Regions from separate parts of the Capra hircus genome. Here region 1 is linked to region 2. The links are chromatin contacts, called in public Hi-C maps. All regions are on one chromosome and are shown on one strand. Each heading gives the region's core, a stretch centred on a gene start, on an enhancer-like site or on the middle of the called end of the contact. The rest is flanking DNA. Distances are from core to core; before and after follow the strand shown. Region 1 overlaps DOCK1 (dedicator of cytokinesis protein 1). Region 2 overlaps DOCK1 (dedicator of cytokinesis protein 1).

Region 1 (2,700 bases), core at 26-2,525, 140 kb before region 2:
CTCTGTGGGGCGGCTCAAACGGGGCAGTTGGTTTTATCAAAGTGAATGAGAGAGAGAGACAGACAGACAGATACATACACACCAAAAGAGAGACAAAAGCCAGAGTCCTTTAGTAACCTCATCACAGGCACAACATCCATCACCTGCTGTGATTTATTGGCTTGGAAGCCCATCCCGAGGTCCAGCTGATGCCAACAGGGAGGGGATCACGCGGGTGACCTGCGGTGGGTGGGATCGTGGTGGACGTCTCGGAGATCTGTCTGTCCCAGTCTCTTGAGTTTTGTGACTCCCCTTGGGGGGGGTCCCAGTGACGTCTCCTCCCTGAGGTGCACACTCCCTGCACACACCTTGATGACTGTGTAGGAAGCACGGTTCCCAGTCGGGGTCCATGTAGGAAGGACCTGAATGTACAGACACTGAGACTGACGGGGAGGTGCCCCTTGGAGGCAGAGATTACATCATGGAGAAAAATCTTGTTATAACATATCCTGCATTGAGTGTGCTCACATTTTGGGGCGAGGGGAGGGGTTCTGCTCTCCTTCCCGAGGGGCGGGTGGGGTTTGTCCTTGTCCAGTGTGTGGATCTGAGCAGGTTGCCTGTCCGGTCCTGGGAAGGAACCTGTGGGGCGCGGCGGGAGGAAGGAGGTGCTCCCAGGCTGCTCGTCACCCGAGGATGATGGGGTGAGACGCTCCCTGGGCCTGGAGTCTTCCCAGATCAATTCTCCAAAGCAGGGGTTTGGGTGCTTCGGGGCAAATACTCAACTCTCCCATTATTACCGCGGATAATAAAACTTTATTTTGCACAAACAGGCAGCAGGCCAGACCGGCCTTGGGGCTGTGGCTGTTGACTCCTGATCTATGGAATGAGGAAATAAAATGCCTCAGCTGCTTTTGGCTGATGGTCATCGACACACATGTAGAGTTTTAGGCTGCGTCTTATCATCTGTCTTAACATTTGCACACAGGGTTGGCAGAGATTGTCTGGACCCTCTTGCGAGGCTCTGGGGAGAGGTGATTAGGGCTGTGCTTCCCTGACACAGCTGTTTTTGAGCTGTGGGACCGCATGCCAGTTGCTTAACGTCTCTGTGTTTGTGTCGAAAGTCGAGCTCTGTTCTCTCGCCCCACAGCCCGTCTCCTCTCCTCCCTCTCTCTCACTTCCTCTTGGCGCATGGTTTGAACTTTCTCTCCTTTTGGGAATCTGTGGGACTTAGATTTTCTGTGGTGAGGTTGTACTTTCGTCTTTGTCAAGAGTAGCCCCGTTTCTAAGCTGGGACCTTAGAAGCAGAGCCTGAGGATGGGATTCTGGTCAAGTGATTGATGGGGCTGGCTGCGGGGGCGGGGCTGGCTCTCGGGAGAGGCTTGAAGGGCCATGGGGAAGCAGACAGGACGGGGGAAGAAGCTCCCAGGAAAAGCACCAGGATCGGATCCCCCACTGAGACACAGGCTTGGCCTTCTGTGTCCTGGCGTCAGCCTGTCGCTGGCTGGAGGTCCTCATAGGCATTTTCTGGCAAGGTGATCCCCAGTGCAGGAGGCAGCCTTTGGGAGGGCTGCCCACATCCTGAGCGCTGGCAGCCCCCGCCTGCCTGGCCAGGGGTGGGGTACCTTGAGGGGCAGGGCTCTGTGACCTCGCCTCCCTGACACTGTACCTCTGCCCACTGCACATCCCGCCAGGCTCCAGGGTGGGGGCCACCTGCCCACGGGAAGACCCTTTACTCTTGTGCACCAGGTGGGAGAAACCCCCTGTGCTTCAGGGGGAGATGAGGCAGAGTCAGGTACCTATACACATAGGTATTTTTATTTGCAAATCTTAAAGAACATAGCATTTTTTGTTGGGTTTTCATGTGCAAAGTTAGATTTAAAAGAGTGACAAGCGCAGAAGAGCCGCCAGCGGGGCAACAAAGCTGACATTCGTTTGCAGTCCTGCTCTCCGTTGTTTCTCAATGGTGATGCTGTCTGTTGAAGAGTACACATGTCCAAAGAGACGTTGCAAGCATTGACTCTGAGAGGCTCATAATACTGGAAGGGAGGAAGAAATGAAAGCAGCCAGCGTCCACTCAGGATCCGAGTGGAAAACAGTTTGCTGCAGTTGTGGTCTTTTCTTTAGCGTAATTAAAACTCTTTAAAAAAGATGAGAAATCTAAGTCTATTTATCTAGGGTAGCACTGCTCCTTATTAAAGATGAAAGGATTGCCAACCTTCCCTAGCTTAAAAGCTAAAAAAAGGAAAAAAAAAAGCATTACATATCTCGTATAGATTAAGTATGTGTGAGTGTGTGAAAGGTGTTCAGTTGGGAAGCCTATTGATTTAGTATGCTAAGTCACTTCAGTCATGTTCGACTCTTCGCCACCCTATGGATTGTAGCCCACTAGGCCTCTCTGTCCATGGGGATTCTCCAGGAAGGAATACTGGAGTGGGTTGCCATGCCCTCCCCCATGGGATCCTCCTGACCCACGGATTGAACCCAGGTCTCTTATATCTCTTGGAATGATACTAAAAACTAACACACACACATATATATATATATGAACTATATACACATGTTAAAACTTTGCTCCTTGCTGCAGGATCAGGGATGGCATGCTGGAGCATAGGAGAGGGCCCTCCAGTGCCCAGGATGCAGCAGGAAGATTCCAGCTGATGGCCAGCACCCTGGACCAGAGGCTGGATCTCCGTGGAGTCTTGTGTGTGTCAGTCGCTCAGT
Region 2 (2,902 bases), core at 256-2,755:
AAAGGTGGCTGGGCCCTTAGCAAGAGTGGGTGACGGCACATGCTTTTTCAGGAGACCTAGGCTGCCCGGGGTGGGTAGGGGGACCTCAGGGTTCACCCTGCCTTTTCTGGCAGCTGCTCAGCCTGGAGGGGATACATTTCGTGTATCAGCTGACATGGCCCATTTCTGTGCCTGGAAAGCAGAGAGGCAGAGAGTCTTGAAGATGAAGGTGCTTTTGTGCAAAGGTCTGTCAGTCAGTGGAGCTTCCCTAGTGGCTCAGCGATAAAGGATCTGCCTGCCAAAGCAGAAGACCCAAGAGATGCGGGTTTACCTCTCGGTCAGGGAGATGCCCTGGAGAAGGAAATGGTAACCCACTCCAGTTTTCTCACCTGGAGAATCCAGGGGGCTACAGTCCATGGGGTCGCAAAGAGTCGGACACGGCTAAGCAACTAAACAGCTGTCAGTTCATGAGTCCTGGGGATTCTACTGTGTCCAGGGCCCTCGGGTGGACCACAGCTGTGGGGCCCTGGTCTGGGGGAGACAGACACGCGGCCCATTGAGTAATATTTCTGGATGCCTAACCTGGGATCTGTGTGCCTTGCAGAAAACGATGGCTAAGCTAAGGACCGAGCAGTCACCAAGGTTTGGGGCAAGGACAGGAGGGATGGGAACAGTGACCCAGGAAGAGGGAGCAGCATGGGCACAGCCGCGAGTTAGCAGAGGGGCCCGGGACGCGGGGAGACTGGGAGAGGCTCCACGTGGTTGGAGAGGGTCGCCAACCAGGTGGAGTTGGAGGCCGCCGACCAGGACAGCTAGGGAGGAGGTGGGGCCAGAGCCTCGGAGGCTGCTGGGCTGTCAGGAGCAGAGCAGTACTGCCCTCAGATGTCAGTTAGACTTGCCTCTTAGGAAAGTGGCTCCAGCTGTGAGTGAGCCGTGACCTTGAGGGGCTCAGAGTGCTGGCGGGAGCTCCCTTGGGAGGGGGTGCTTCCTGACAGAGGGAGACAGAAGTAGCCTGGACCAGGGTGGGAGCTCTAAGAATGGAGAAAGCAGTAAAGGCAAGGGATGTGGGATCAGGAGGATCCACCAGGCTCTGTGATTGGCCCAAAGTGGGTTGTAGGGAGTACAGAGCAGGAGGCTGTGACCTGGGGGTTTCAGGACGCAGTGCCCTGAGCCTGGAACATCAGGGCGTGGGATGGGGTCTCATCTGAGGCAGGGGGTTTCAGCTTCTGTGAGACTGCCCTGAACCCAGCAGCTGCTGGGTATCTGTGTGTGTGATGCTCAGGAGAGAGGTGACCCCAGAGACAGACACTAGGAGTCAAGCTGGATGGAGGGGGTCCTCCTGGGGGGGTCTGTGGACAGAGGCGAAAACTCTAGAACAGGACAGCTAGGACACCCACCTTTAAGTGAGGGGCAGGGGACACAGGAAGGTGGCTGCCCCGGGTGGTGAGGGGTCACAGCAGTGTCACGGGAAGTCACCTGGGGCCCGGCCTGGCATCCCCGGGGCCCTGGGCGGCATGGAGGTGGGGTGGCGGCTGAGGGCGGGTGCAGGGAGCCTGCGGGGCGACGGGACTGAGCCCTCAGCTTGAGAACCATCTGTGCAGGGCAGGGAGGTGTGGGGCGTGGGGCTCTGGGTGGTTTCAGGGTGTGCACACGTGTGACTGGAAGGGGCCGCTGGGGTGAGAACTGGGCCCCCTGGAGAGTGCAAGGCGGGAAACACAGGAGGCCCTTGAGCAGACAGTGGGGCGGGGGGGTCCCCTCCGTGGGGCCAGGTGCTGCCTCCCTTCGCCTGGAGGCATGGGCAGAGGCCAGGTGTCTGGGCAGACTTGTTTCGGCTTGAGTGGTGGACAGGGCCACGCGTCCCATTTTTCCTGAGGGTTTTGATTTCCTCTGAAGGCGGTGAGCTGAGTCGGGAGGGGCTGGGATCCTGGGCTGGAGGAGAGAGAGGCTGAAGTGGTCACCACGGCAAAGTGAAGGGTGGCGTGGAGCCCGGGACCACCAGAGATGGGGAGCTGGAGATGGGGTGCGGAGGAGACACCCCCTGCCTTCACGTCGTTCTGTCTGCCCGTCCTTGTTGTGTTATCCAGGACCGATGTGGGTTTATGTTCTTCTCTGACCTCTGTCATCCTCACGAACTGTGAGACGTGACTTCCCTGGGATCCAGGTCACCCGGCAGGATGCCCTGTTAACCAGCATTTGGGGGTCACAGTGGGTCTGGCCTGCCCTCTGTGGGTGTCGCTGTGACGTCAGGTGGCGGAGCCCTCGGGAGCCTGGTTAACGTGGTTCCCTGGGAGCCCTGGGCAGCCGAGGGTGGACCACGAAGGCCTGCCTTGTTTGCCGCTGTCTGTTGGTCTTTGTGAGCTGGTATTTATCACCTGCTGCAGGCAGATGCTGCTTCGTGGGGTTCAGGATGAAAATCGTGGTGCTGATGGGTCCTCACCCACCGGGGACCCTCACAAACTAGACAAGACAGTTTCAGGCCTGAGCGCTCAGCTGTGCAAACGTTTATTATTAAATGTCACAATAAATGTCTTTCAGTTTTTCAAAGCAACTCCAAGGTAGTTGAAGCAGAACTTCAGAAACAGGAATGAAATTGTTTCCATTTAAGGTTCTTTTCAGAAGTTGCCTCTCGAAGCGGGGAGTTGGGATTCCTTGACCTGGCTGGCATTGAAGGACGGGATAACCGTTGGGGGAAAAGGCACCGATAAGTCTGTTGTGCAGACTTTTTTTTTTTACAAATTATTTATGTATTTGCATTTTATTTTTGGCTGTGCTGGGTGTCTGTTGCTGTGCGTGGGCTTTCTCTAATTGCTGCTCATGGGGGCTTCTCTTTAACTGCGGTGTGCAGGCTTCTCATTGCAGTGGCTTCTCTTGTTAGAGAGCACAGGCTCTGGGGCACTCGGACTGCAGTAGTTGCAGCTCACGG

Evidence for each region. Hi-C and Micro-C count contacts between places; a contact is called where the count stands out from the background.
Region 1: a Hi-C map of blood shows a contact between it and region 2, with 1.9 times the contacts expected there. The contact joins two enhancer-like sites. A contact is called at or near these places in 2 of 5 Hi-C or Micro-C datasets (both in blood).

The regions. Positions count from the first base shown.
Region 1 is chr26:5,631,141-5,633,840 of ARS1.2, reverse strand. The region is part of intron 1 of DOCK1 (dedicator of cytokinesis protein 1); the gene reads left to right. Among named protein-coding and RNA genes, the nearest start is that of DOCK1, 37 kb to the left of the region's middle. Within about 2 kb of position 1,275, at least 2 of the 5 cell types and tissues checked have an H3K27ac peak or open chromatin away from gene starts, as enhancers often do.
Region 2 is chr26:5,490,949-5,493,850 of ARS1.2, reverse strand. The region is part of intron 23 of DOCK1 (dedicator of cytokinesis protein 1); the gene reads left to right. Among named protein-coding and RNA genes, the nearest start is that of FAM196A, 110 kb to the right of the region's middle. Within about 2 kb of position 1,505, at least 1 of the 5 cell types and tissues checked has an H3K27ac peak or open chromatin away from gene starts, as enhancers often do.